Linked DNA regions of Sus scrofa: region 1 is linked to region 2. Evidence: chromatin contacts called from public HiChIP or PLAC-seq data. All regions are on one chromosome and are shown on one strand. The core of a region is the stretch at or near the end of the contact, and the rest is flanking DNA. Distances in the headings are between cores, read along the strand shown. Region 1 overlaps UST (uronyl 2-sulfotransferase). Region 2 has its middle 39 kb from the start of ZC3H12D.

Evidence for each region. HiChIP or PLAC-seq counts read pairs in DNA pulled down with a chosen protein or histone mark.
Region 1: a contact with region 2 is called in an H3K27ac HiChIP or PLAC-seq map of alveolar macrophages. The contact joins two enhancer-like sites. A contact is called at or near these places in 1 of 47 Hi-C or Micro-C datasets (liver) and 1 of 2 datasets of contacts at active chromatin or transcription factors (alveolar macrophages).

What each region holds. Positions count from the first base shown.
Region 1 is chr1:16,898,509-16,905,337 of Sscrofa11.1, forward strand. All of the region lies in intron 5 of UST (uronyl 2-sulfotransferase), which reads right to left. Among named protein-coding and RNA genes, the nearest start is that of UST, 240 kb to the right of the region's middle. Within about 2 kb of position 5,238, at least 5 of the 83 cell types and tissues checked have an H3K27ac peak or open chromatin away from gene starts, as enhancers often do. A contact at or near this core is called in alveolar macrophages, where this site is marked.
Region 2 is chr1:16,499,235-16,505,374 of Sscrofa11.1, forward strand. No RefSeq gene overlaps it. Among named protein-coding and RNA genes, the nearest start is that of ZC3H12D, 39 kb to the left of the region's middle. Within about 2 kb of position 2,612, at least 13 of the 83 cell types and tissues checked have an H3K27ac peak or open chromatin away from gene starts, as enhancers often do. A contact at or near this core is called in alveolar macrophages, where this site is marked.

The DNA.
Region 1 (6,829 bases), core at 3,988-6,487, 400 kb after region 2:
TCATGACTGTTTAGGTCCTATGGTTAAAGAGCACCTTGTGGAGTTCCCATCATGGCTCAGTGGTTAATGAACTCGACTAATATCCTTGAGGAAGCAGGTTCGATCCCTGGCCTCCCTCTGCGTGTTAAGAACCTGGTGTTGCTGTGTGCCTTGGTGTAGGTCAAAGACGTGGCTCGGATCCCAGGTTGCTGTGGCTGTGGTGTAGGCTGGCAGCTACAGCTCCGATGCGACCCCTAGCTTCAGAACCTCCATAGGCCAGGGGTGTGGCCCTAAAATGACAAAAGACCAAAAAAAAAAAAAAAAAAAAAAAAGCCTAAAAATATGGGAAAACATTTTTTGTCTTCCTCTCTTCCTAGGGCCCAGTTCGATTTGATTTCCCCTACCTTACCTTTTAAGGAAAGGGGGGCTACCAAACCCGTGTTAGCAAGGGGAAGGGTAGGTTTCTTATGTGTCCAATGGTGTTAAATGCTATAGAGTATCTATGTTCTAAAGCCCAAAAATAGCTTTAAAAATACATGGTATCTCTTGCCGAAAAAAAATTTTAATCTATTATAATGTTGGTGTATAGGGTCAATCCCTTGCTTTTTTAGTTTTCATTATCAATTGTGAATGAATAGAGGCCCTTTGCAGCTGTGAAAAGCTGGGCATGAACCTGGCCTTCAAGAAGGCACACTGCACACAGGTGGGATGCTGGGCAGGCTTCCCGAATTCAACTCTCTGAACCTTCTGCAAGCCACACCTGCTGGGCCAATGCTGTTCCAGGCTCCTGGGCAGGAAGGGCTGCCAAGTACGCAGAATTTTGCCAGATTGTGTGGTTATTTTATTAGGCAAATAAACGTCTACAGGCTCTAGTGTAAAAACACTGGGCCCAACCCAGTTTTGTACAAACATTTTCAAAAGTAAAAGTGGAATACATTATCAGTCACTCGCTTTGGTAATTATAGTGTTTTTGGCTAACAATCATTTCCCTTCTACGTTTAATATCTGGAATATTTGCACAAAGAATATCTTTAAACAGAGGTTAGCCCAAGTGAGAGTTACTTTAAAAATCATTGGATACCTTACATTTTATATAAGTGGGACATTTTATGAAAGTCCGCCTTAACAAAAAATTATGGGCATAAATTTTATTCAATCATAAATTATGAGAACTGAATTCAGTGACTACTTGAAGGAAGACTCGGGGAAAAAAAGGTAGAGGGGGTTATCATTTCTTTAATGCTCTTGATAAGAAATGAAACTTCATCTGGGATTCTAATTTTGAATTTTCCACTAGAATTTTCTCATAAAGTTTACATCTATAATGCCATAATATGATCTAAAGCAATTTGATTTCAGAGATGCTTAATTTAGGGTAGCTCAACATTAATTGCTTGTTGTGTGTAAATAAGTCAAGCTGAAGTCATCGATAAACCAACGCCAAGATTCTTTAATTAGATTATGAATTAAGGTAGCTACTCTACATAAGGGATCAGGGCAAAAGCTCCAAGTAGCTGACAAATAATGGTGTCTGTCTCCCTTTACTTGAAGTTTATAAAATATAATCTTACTAACATTTATATAGAATATATTCTTGGTAATTGGTTCCCTTTATTTGTGTTATTAATGTTATCATCTGTTAAAATTTGTCTTATGAAATAAACTTTCTTTAAGCATTTAAATGGTGACTTTTTCTCATCCCTTTTTTCCAGCCTCTATTTTCAATAGATAACACCCCCTGTCATGTTTAATAGATAATTTAATCATTTACCTCTACTCTGATTACTGATACATTTGGAGTTATTTTTGCATCTTTGTGTTTTGTCTGCTGTTTGTTTTCTTTGCTTCTTTTTTCTCTTCATGTCTTCTGTTGGTTTTAAAGTTTTAAACATACCCCCTGCCTTCCTTCTTCTGCTTTAGAAACTAAAGATTTTATTCCTTTTATTTTCATGATTAATCTTACATTTTTTAACACTCTTAAGATTTTCCTCCCCAGAGAATGAAGGTCTGTCTGACAGCTTAAAAAATACAAAAAATAACAATGCAGCTTAAAATGCTCTCATTACTTGAGAATTACACCTCTGAGGAGGGATGCAGAATTTTAAGAAATCATTCATAAATGACTGATCAGAAAGACAAGTTGATGGAAGAGTAATTTTAAAATGTTTAACATTCAAACGACTAAATTTTTTCCTAATAAAATATGAATTTGGTTTTCCTGTATTCCTCCTGAATCTGGAAGCATTTTAGCACTTTTAATTATCCATGAAACCCCATCCACCCCATCTTATCAATGTTGTCTAATTTTAACCCTTTTTTAACACAAAATAACCTCTTAGCACTCAATATTTACCTCGTTTCACCAACATATTTTACTCAATGGCTATATTCACTGTCATATTTTTTTTTTTTTTTCTTTACAGCTGCACCTGTGGCATATAGAAGTTTCCAGGCTAGGGGTCAAATCAGCTGCAGCTGCTGGCCACAGCCACAGCCACAGCCACACCAGATCCATGCCACATTTGTGACCTGTACTGCAGCTTGCAGCAACACTGGATCCTTAACCCACTGAGCAAGGTTAGGGATCAAACCCACATCCTCATGGATAGTATTTGAGTTCTTAACCCACTGAGGCACAAGGGGAACTCCTACTGTCACATCTTGTGTTCTGTACCTTCCTTATTTCTCCTCATAATCCATCTTTTAATGAGCCTTCCAGTGAAGTAAGTGGTTAACTCTTATCTTTCTATGTCTAAAAAAAAGTCTATAGAGTGATTGTTTAGCTAGATATAAAAATCCTTGGTTGACAATTATTTTACCTCAGCATTTTTAAGATATTACTCTCTTGTCATCTGGTATCTACTGTTGCTGATGGGAAATATGCAACCAGCCTGATTATACTTCCTTTACTTGTCATCTGCTTTTCTTCCTTTTCCTAGATATCTTGCAGTTTTACTCTAAAGTATTTGAGTGTAAATTTAATTTTGTTTATTCTGTCGGTACTCATGGTATACTTTTAGTCTGGAGAATCTTTAATTTTGGAATATTCTATCTTTCTAGCTTCAAATATTGCTCCCCTACCATTTCACCATTCTCTTTTTCTGGAACTCATATTGAATGACTACTGGAACTTGACAATCGTTTCCACATCTTTTAACTACTCCTTCTGTCTATTTCTCTCCTCTCTCTCTCTATAAATATACATATATTTCTGAGTTGAATTTTTGGTTAATTCATCAACAGTAATAAAGTTACTGTTTGACAATACTCAACTCAGAGTTTATTCCATTTCTTGAATTTTTATTTCAATAACCATATTTTTCATTTTAAGATTTATAATTCTTTATTAATATCATAATGTGCTTTCATGTTTTTGTCTTATAATTTCCTGCTCTTTTTTTTTATGGCCACACCCATGGCATATGGAAGTTCCTGGGCCAGGGATTGAATCTGAGCTGCAACTGCAACCTATGCTGCACTGCAGCAATGCTGGATCCTCTAACCCACTGTGCCAGGTTGGGGATCAAGCCCGCACCTCCACAGTGACCCAAGATGCTGCAGTTGAATCCTTAAACCACTGTGCCATTGTGGGAACTCCTCCTGCTCTTTAATGGAAATTATTTATACTTTTATCTTGTCAATATCTTAGCCATACTTATTTTAAAATCTTTGCCAGATTATTCATTAAGGACATCTGGAATGAATTCATGTCACAACAGTAGATTTTACTGCCTTTCTTGATATTAGATTTTTTTCCCCATGTGCTTAGATTATGTGGCCTGTAAGCTCATTTTGAGTAGGAGATTCATTTTCACTTTCACTCTCTCTTTCTTTCCCCTCCCTTCCTCTTCTCCCCATTTCTCTTTCTCCCTTCCTCCTTATCTACCTCTGACCTTCCCTAATAGTTTTGCAGTTACTACCATCTGGACTTCTGGCACTTGGACTAGAACCAGGTCTTATTTGCAGTTCCCATCCTATGGGAATAATAGGAATATCAAAGATCTGGTTGCCAAGCAGCAAGAATTTGGTTCATTTCCTACTTATGAGGCTGTGGGTTTGTTTTACCACTTCTCTAGGTCTACAATTTAAAAGCCATAATTCCAGTGACAGGTCAGCAGTTGTTCTTGTTTGGCTTTCTTTGCTTGAGAGTGAAGTGAGGGAAGCATGGCTCCTACTTCAGGTCCTTAAAGCACTGAGCCTGGTTCTGGCTCCCATCTTGATAGGAAGCCCAATTCCTGGCTGCCACTGCCCAATTCTGGACCAGATCTCAGTTGGCCTGAGATTTCACCACTGCTCACTTCTCCTGTGTTGTTCCAGGCTTGGGGGCGCTCTTTGGACTTCTTTTTAAAGTACTCCATCAGTGATTGCTATGTGCTGGGGGAGTATGAAATCACTATCCCATCTTGCCTGGGGGTCCTGTATGGGTTCTTCATGCTTTTTTCCCTGTAGGGAGTTCTATCAGAAGAAGTGCTGAGTGCCGAGTGTGGGTGATGGATGTGGGGAGTGTACTTTGCTGAGTCAGAGGAAAGAAGCTTGATAAAATGTCAAGTCCAGGCCAAAGCGAGGTCACATGTTTACTGAGATGTGGTCATTTCTGCTTTATGACCATGTCAGAGGCATAGGGCCAAAGCACTGTTTAGGTCAGACCTCAAACAGTGTAATTCCTGAGGATTCTTCTTACAGACCCCACAAGACATTAATATATCATCGCAGTGACTTTATTACAATGATGTTGCTTTGAATGTTTTGATTGATTCAAGCATGTGGCCAAAAGTTCCAATATTTACACTATGAATACAAAAATGGCATGATTTTTGCTCTACATTTTCTTTATATTATATAGATGCTAAACTTCTAGAAGAAAAGCTTCACATCTCTGTATTATGGCACCCACTGAAGGCTGGGCAGGTGCTCCTTTATAGCTCATAAAAGTAGCCTTTGAAGACGATGAAATTTTAATTTGAAATGTGCTATGCCTAGCAAATCACCATGGGAATCTGGTAAAAGCTTTCAGAAGACAGTACTGTTTTTCAATAAACAGCATCATAAAAAATTCAGTAGCAGAGTGAAATCCAGAATGCAAGTACTGACGCATTTTAATCAAAAAGAGTTTAAATGATATTGTGGATAAAGATATATCTTTATGGGTACTTTCTTTAGAGTAGACATCTGGAGGACTGAAATGTCATTAAATGACCTCTAACCCACTCCCTGCTAGAAAATGTACGTTCCAGATGTGGGCTCCACTTAGAGGAATAATGACTTTGGGGTTTTGTGATTCTGGTCTCCAAGGCCCAGAGTCATGTGGCCAGACCTCTGCCACTAGCAGCTCTGCCTTGAGCTCTGAAAGTGCTGTCTTGGTTAACCAGTCCCCTGAGACCAGGGCTATTCTGTCTGGTGTATTCAGCCCTGAATGTAGATGAAGCAGTCTTTGCAGAAAGGACTATGCTGATTCTATGTGGAAACATATCAATGGGACTGCCTTTTTTTTTTTTTTTTTTTTTTTTTTTTTTTTTTTTTTTTTTTTTTTGGTTGCACTTGCGGCATGTGGAAGTTTTCAGGCCAGGGACTGAACCCGTGCTACAGCTGTAACCAGGGCCACAGTAATGACAATGCCAGATCCTTAACCTGCTGAGCCACCAGGGAACTCTTATTTGTTCTTCTAATATGACTAATATTGAGATGTTGATCACACCCTTAAAATAAGGAGGTCAGGTTTATGGAGCGCCCCCCCCCCCCTTCTACCTAGTCACATAGAAAATAGGTCACCACTCTGTGGGCTTTCTGCGGGGATGGCAGTGTGATATCCTTTAAGTGGATTGCCAGTGGATCTTACGGGTCTACAATTATACCACTCTAGATCTTAATAAAACCAAGGGAGCGCATTTTTAACTCTTGACTGCTCTTCATTAACGCCAGGAGGAAAAGATGCTAGTAAAATTTAGACAAAGGATCAGAAGGACAATGGCAGATTTTACTTCAAAGTTGAATTATGAAGGGAAAAGAAATGCCTCAGTCACCTCAAATCTGTTCATGTCACCTGTTCAAAGAAGCCAGGGGGAGGCTAAGTCCCTGCTCAGTTCATTATCTCCCAGAGGCGGCACTGAGCAGAGCTTCTCCACCAACAGGAGACTTTGTGAGCTTAAGAATGGCTGAAATTCCTGGGAAACCAAGTATGTTCTTCAAGGGTTTTATACCATAAAAATTATTTATGACTCCTTTGGGCCACACAAGTTTCTAAAAGCCACAGAAACTCTCTTAACCTCATAGAATTTTGATGATTTTGCCTTCCCAGCTGAAGAGGTTCAGAATTCCCTTTTCTTTCTTTCACATCCAATAGTCTGATAGTTTTGGCTTAAGAGGCCAAAACAAACCACAAAAGTCACACTTTCAACTGATGGTTATCCAGGGCATAAACAACATGTTTGTGGATTTTTTTCAGCTCACAGCCTCTCCTTTCTGTGGCCCCATAGTCCCAACTCAGAAGGTCATAAAGAATCTACAATAGATTTAATAAAGAGAAATGGACACTACATAGACAGAATGATTATTTTAGATGATCTGGGATGATTTTAGATGATCTGGGAATTTCAGATACCCGGTTATCATGAGTAACTAAGAATTTACTGAATGATGAAGATTCACTGGACTATTATATTTTATATGAATATTTGGAATTTTCCATACTGTGTAATAAAAAGCAAACCTAAAAAAAAAAAAAAAATCCAGAAAAAATACTATAAGAATCGTTCTGTCCTCAGCCACACACCTCATTTCTTTTTCCCTTGCCTTCTTTTTCCCTGGGCATCTGTTTTTTTGTTTTTTTTTTTTTTTGTTTTTTTTTTAACAG
Region 2 (6,140 bases), core at 1,362-3,861:
AGGCAGAGTCCCCCTCACTCAGATCTGAGGCTCCCAGGGCTGTATCATGTTTGCTACTTGGTGGAGCTTTCCCAGAGGCCTCTGGAAGGTGGTTTGAGACACAAGAGCAGAATGCTGCGGGTTGGGCCCTAGAGGCGAGGGAAGCCACTTATGTTGGCATTGTTCCAGATCAAATGAATCTCTGCTCTCAAGATTTTACACAGAGCTCAGAGGAGGAGCAAAGATCTGACTTCCAGCTGGCACGAGGATGGCTCTCTGCCTCTGGGAGAAAAGTCTCCTGTGGGAGGGAAAAGCACAGGAGGGGATGGTGAGTGGAAGAGTCATTAAGGAATGGTGATGGGGAGGGGGCTCTGAGAACTGGAGGAAGGAATTGGAATCAGAAATCCCACCATGAGGAGTTCCCGTCATGGCGCAGCGGAAACGAATCTGAGCAGGAATCATGAGGTTGTGGCTTCAATTCCTGGCCTGGCTCAGTGGGTTAAGGGTCTGGCGTTGCCATGAGCTGTGGTGTAGGTTGCAGACTCGGCTTGGATCTGGGGTTGCTGTGGCTCTGGCGTGGGCCGACAGCAACAACTCCGATGGGCCTGGGAACTTCCATATGCCTCGGGTGCAGCCTTTAAAAAAAAAAAAAAAAAAAAAAAAAACATTTAAGCAGCTGCAGAAAAATCCTGGGAAGAATTCTGATTGGCCTGACTTGGATCATGTGTCCACCCCAACCAGACACTGAGAGGTCCAGCTGGTCTCAGGCCCACCTCTGGCCAGCATGAGGGCTGCACTGACTGTCAACTCACATGTGAATCCTCAGGGTTTGTGAGGAGTTGTTAGGGGTGGTGAGCAGTTCCTTTGAAGAAGTGGGAACAGTGTTCAGGCAGACAGAACAGCTACCTTATGCACAGCAAAGCCAAGCTGCTGACACTGGGTTGTGGTGAAAGAAAGTACAGTGTTCACTGCAGGGCACCAGGCAAGGAGAACGGGTAGCTCGGGCTCAAAAGACCTAAACTCCCAGTGGCTTTCAGGCAGGATTTTTTAAGGCAACATTAGGGGTGAGGGTTTTAGGGTCCATATCAGCTTGTGTGCAGTATTTTGATTGGTTAGAGGTGAGGTAACAGGTGATGTTTCGAGAATCTCAGTCATCAACTTTCTGGTCCCACCAGTCTATGGTCCACGTGTGTGTGGTTGGCAGTTTTCACCTGGTGGGGCCCTGGCTTCCGTAAAAACAACTTAAAAATGTGAGTCAGAAGCTTATCTATAACCCTCAAGGAGAAACGAGGAGTCTTGTGATTCTTTTTATGGCTGACTTATTATTTAGGTTATTATTGCTTTTTTGCTTGACCGCTTTTCCTTTGTTTCTGCTTTTCCATTTCTCTAATCATTAACTGCTTGAGTCTGTTGTCTGTTTTTGGTTTTTTTTTTTTTTTTGCTTTTTAGGGTGCCATGTGTGACATATATAAGTTCCCAGGCTACAGGTTGAATCGGAGCTGCAGCTTCCAGCCTACACCACAGCCACAGCTCACGACAATGCCAGATTCTTAACACACTGAGTGAGGCCAGGATGGAAGCTGCATCCTCATGGCTACTAGTCAGTCTTGTTACCACTGAGCCAAAATGGGAACCCCTTGAGACTGTTCTTTGGAACTCGGGGAAAGCCTAGGAGACCAAAGCTTTTCTATAAGCAAGAAGTGGGGGAAAACAGGAGGTCTGTCCCTGGGGAATTCTCTGTAGGGTCCAGCTGGGTTTCAAGTGCACCAGACCTTAGGATGGCCCCATTCTCCTCCACCCCCCAATGCTGGCCCCACCTGAGATGGGAGCTGTGTGTTTATTCGCTGCTCCCTTCATTGCATCCACAGACAGCTGTCTGTGGGAGGAAGTTGGAAGGGGCTGCTGCTACAGCGCCCGAGGTATCATTGTGTTGATCTTGCTAGTCCTGGGACTGTGGCCAGATGAGCACCTAGGTGGGAGACTGCCAAACCCCTGTGGGGGAGGAAGTGGCTCTTCAGAGTCTAAAGGTGACCTGGTTCCCTTTCAGTCACTTTTGAGCCGATGCCCTCAGGAAGCTCTCTGGATCACGACAGCTCAGCCCAGCATCTGGCAGCCAGGCTGAAAATGAAGGGTCGAAGGTCTGACCCAACTTGGTAATTACTTTAATCTGAATTCCTGAGGAAACAACGTCACCTCTCTGTCCTCATGGAGGAATGACGCACCTATCCCCCTGCCCAGAAACAGGAAGGGTGCTGCGGAACTAAACAGAGGCAGATGGGCACAGCACTCAGAAACCAGCTGGATGCTGTATTTACTGACCCCATGACTGACAGACACCGACCGGCCGGCTGACTGACCATGATTGATGGGTTGACTGACACTGACTGACAGACACTAAGAGGCTGACTAACAGATGCTGACTGACAATGATTGACAGATTGACACCAAGAGACATCAGCACGCTGACTCTGACTAACAGGTTCTGATGACTGACACTGGGTGACTGACTCTGACTAACAGGTTCTGACTGACTGACTGACATCTACTGGTTGACCAGCAGACACTGACGGACACTGACTGGCTGAATGAGAAGATGACAACTGTGGTCAGGGCCTGTAGCTGTGGGGAGTGATGACTCAAATAGGATTGGAAAACCGCAATAGTGTTGATTTTATCTGAAGTCACCTTGCCCTTGTCTTCAAGTGTCTGCTTGATTACGACCAGCCACAGTAAGCCTTGAAGAGTTTCACGGCTGCCATTCCTGATGAGGCAGGCTGTGGAGGCATTTTTTTTCTCCAGAGGAAGAATGAGAAGCACAGGATGGAGACAGGACGTCTCTCCTTATGGCAGTGTGTTCTCCAGACGGGCCCCTTTCTCTCTCTCTTTCGGGGGCCAGACATTTCCTGCCTGCTCCACGGTGCTCTGGCTCTGAATGGTCACTGGTGGCTCCTATCCCAGCTCTTTCCTTGTCATTAAGCTGGATGTCCCTAACAAGATGCACACCCTTCCATGGTTGGGATTCTGTCTTTAACCTTGTCTCTCCATCAGCCCAGAGCCCAGGCAGGCAGGGCCAGCAAGGTTATGTTACAGAAACAAAATGGTCCCCACCCCCCAATGAAATCACAGAGTTCATTTCGCTATGTGCTCTGTGTCCATGGTAGGTTGGCTGGACTCTGAGTGCAGAGACCGCTCTCAGATGGCCAGGTTCACTGCTGTTCACATTTCATTGGCCAAAACAAGGGACATGGTAACACCTAACTCCCTTGGGGCAGGAAAATGCAGTCCTACTGTATGTCGGCCTATGAGAAGCCTGTTTGGAGAATAGCAGTACGACCATTTGCTTGTGGTTTAGAGAGAAATGTTTCTTGTTTGAAGACCTCATTGGAAGGAATGAGTCGATGCAGGCTACATCCATTTAAGAGAATACTGAAAGCAAAACAAACAGACAAAAAGCACACTGTAAGCCACTGAAACCGTATCTTAGGAGGGTGTTAATGGCAGAAAATGTGGAGTGTACATTGAAAAGTAGGTTATAAAAAAGAATGTATCAGAGTTCCTGCTGTGGCGCCTTGGGTTAAGAATCTGGTTGCAGCGGCTTGGGTCACTGCAGAGGTGCAGGTTCTGGCCCCAGCTCAGCAGCAGCATAAGTGGCAGCTGTGGCTTGGATTCAATCCTCTGGTCCAGGAACTTCCATATGCTGTGGGTGCAGTCACTAAAAAAAAAAAAAAAAAAAAAAAAAAAAAAAAAAAAAAAAGAAAAGAAAAGAAAAAAAAGACTGCAACATATGATCTCTTTTTTTGGTTTGAAAAATACACGTTTCCAGCAAAGAACCAAAGAAAATTTACTCACAGATCAAGAGAATATATCTGGGCAGGGAGATTATGATTACAGGTGACCCTCTCTCTTTGGTTCCTATACTTTTCTAAATCTTCTACAGCTAGTAACTTTGGTAACAGAAAGAAAAAAAATTCCTTGCTAAACAAACAAAATTCCTTGCCTTCAAAAAATAATAAAATACACATTCATTATAGAAGATGCAGAAAATGCAGGCATCTTGAATTGACATCTGATAATACCAAGCTGTAGATCCTTCCAGACCTCCTTCTGTACATGCATGCATATTTATTTATTTATTATTATTATTATTATTTTTGCTGTTTTTTCAGGGCCACACCCTTGGCATATGGAGGTTCCCAGGCTAGGGGTCCAATCAGAGCTACAGCTGCCATCCTACACCACAGCCACAGCAACATCAGACCCCAGCCCCGTCTGCGACCTACACCACAGCTCACAGCAATGCCAGATCCTTAATCCACGGAGTGAGGCCAGGGATCGAACCCGCAACCTCATGGTTCCTAGTCGGATCGCTTCTGCTGCGCCACGACAGGAACTCCCACCTGCATATTTAAATAAAAGAAAATCCTCCAGGGCTAGAGGCCGGGTAGCACTAGGCTGATGTCAGTCTGGTGAGCATCCTGGGCAGGCCCTGGTCCCCAGGAAGTTGGAAGGATCTTGAGAGGCACCATCCCCCACCCCGCACAATCGCCTGTCTGCTGGCTGCAGCGGCTGTTTGGCCAAGACCCATCGTCTCAAGGCACCCCAGGCACGAACACTTAGATCTGGGAGGGACCTACTGCAGGGCGAGCGGGCCGCTCTCACTGCGGAGGCCTCTGGGACCTACCGCCTGGGAGAGGAGGGAGATGGACATTTCCCATTCTCTGTTTGTGTTCTTTGAGTTGATTCAGCTCCAGGGAATTTTTTTGGTCAATTCCTGTTTTAAAATAACTCTTCATGATGGGTTTGGTGTAAATACAGTTGATTTATGGCTCCGCTGACCTTTGATTTGTTGGCACAGCCCTGCCCGGGGCCCGGGGCTTTCCTCGGCTTGTTTACCCGGAGTGAGCTAGGAGCCGCTGAGCCAAGGAGGGTTCCCTTTTGCTTCCGCCCCAGGTCCTGACCGTGTGGCCCCTGCCCTCAGGGTTCACACCCCGGTCAGAGCTCAGCCTCATCTCAGACAGAGTGGCAGTTATCCTTTGGACTCCCTGGACCTCGTCACTCATCGTCTCTAGCTTTTAACCCCTTTCCAGAAACCTCCAAGGAGACTGACCAGGGCTTGTCGCATGGCATGGCTGCCGCTGGCTCCTGCCCGCTCCTTGCTGGGGGCTGAGCCAAAGGGATTCTGATGGGTTAGCCTGTGACAGAGTCTCTGAGCACAGCCAGGGCCTGTGGCCCCCTGGACCCTGGGACTCAAGCCTCCTTCTTGGGGTGAGGGCTGTGCTAGAGTCACTGCCTCTGGTGGGAGGACTCAGTGCTTCTCCATCCAGAGGGAGCCCGAAGGATACTCCTTCCTGGGAGGCTTGCTCAAGGCAGAGTTTTCAGATCCAAGACCATTCCAGGCAGGGATGGACAGTTGTTTTCTTTGTGAAGCAGAAGCAGAAGGCATGGCTGTCTGCTGGGACTGCTGGGGGGATGAGGATTTTCACATAAACTTTTTCCTTTTTATGGCCACACTTGCGACATATGGAAATTCCAGGGCCAGGGGTCAAATTGGAGGTGCAACTGCAGCCTACGCCACAGCCAGAGCAACATCGGATCTTAGCCACATCTTCAACCTACACTGCAGCTTGTGGCAATGCCCGATCCTTAACCCACTGATCAAGGGCAGGCGTCAAACCCACATCCTCACAGGGACATCAGGTCCTTAACCTGCTGAGTCACAACAGGAACTCCAACACATAAATTTTTATAGCAGATTTATTTGTGATAGTCAAATACTGGAAACACCCTGAATGTCTATTATCAAGTGACTGAATAAACAGCTTGTAGCGTAACCATGCAATGGAGTGCCACTCAGCCGTGTAAAGGAAAGAACGGTGTAAAAGCAGGTGTAACATGAATTAATTTCAAAATAGTGATGCCGAGTCAAAGAAGTCCATCAAACAGGAAAAGCTACTGTATGATTCCATTTCTGTAAAACTCTAGAAAATGTAATCTGATTTCTGGTGCCAGTTGGGAGAAGTAAGGGGGGGATGACTAAAGGCTACAGGGCGTGATGAGAATGTTCTAAATTTGATCATGACGTTGGTTGTACAACTCTGTGCATGTACCAAAAACTGTTGCGTCATATACTTTAAATGGGCGGCTTGTAGGTATGTGTATTA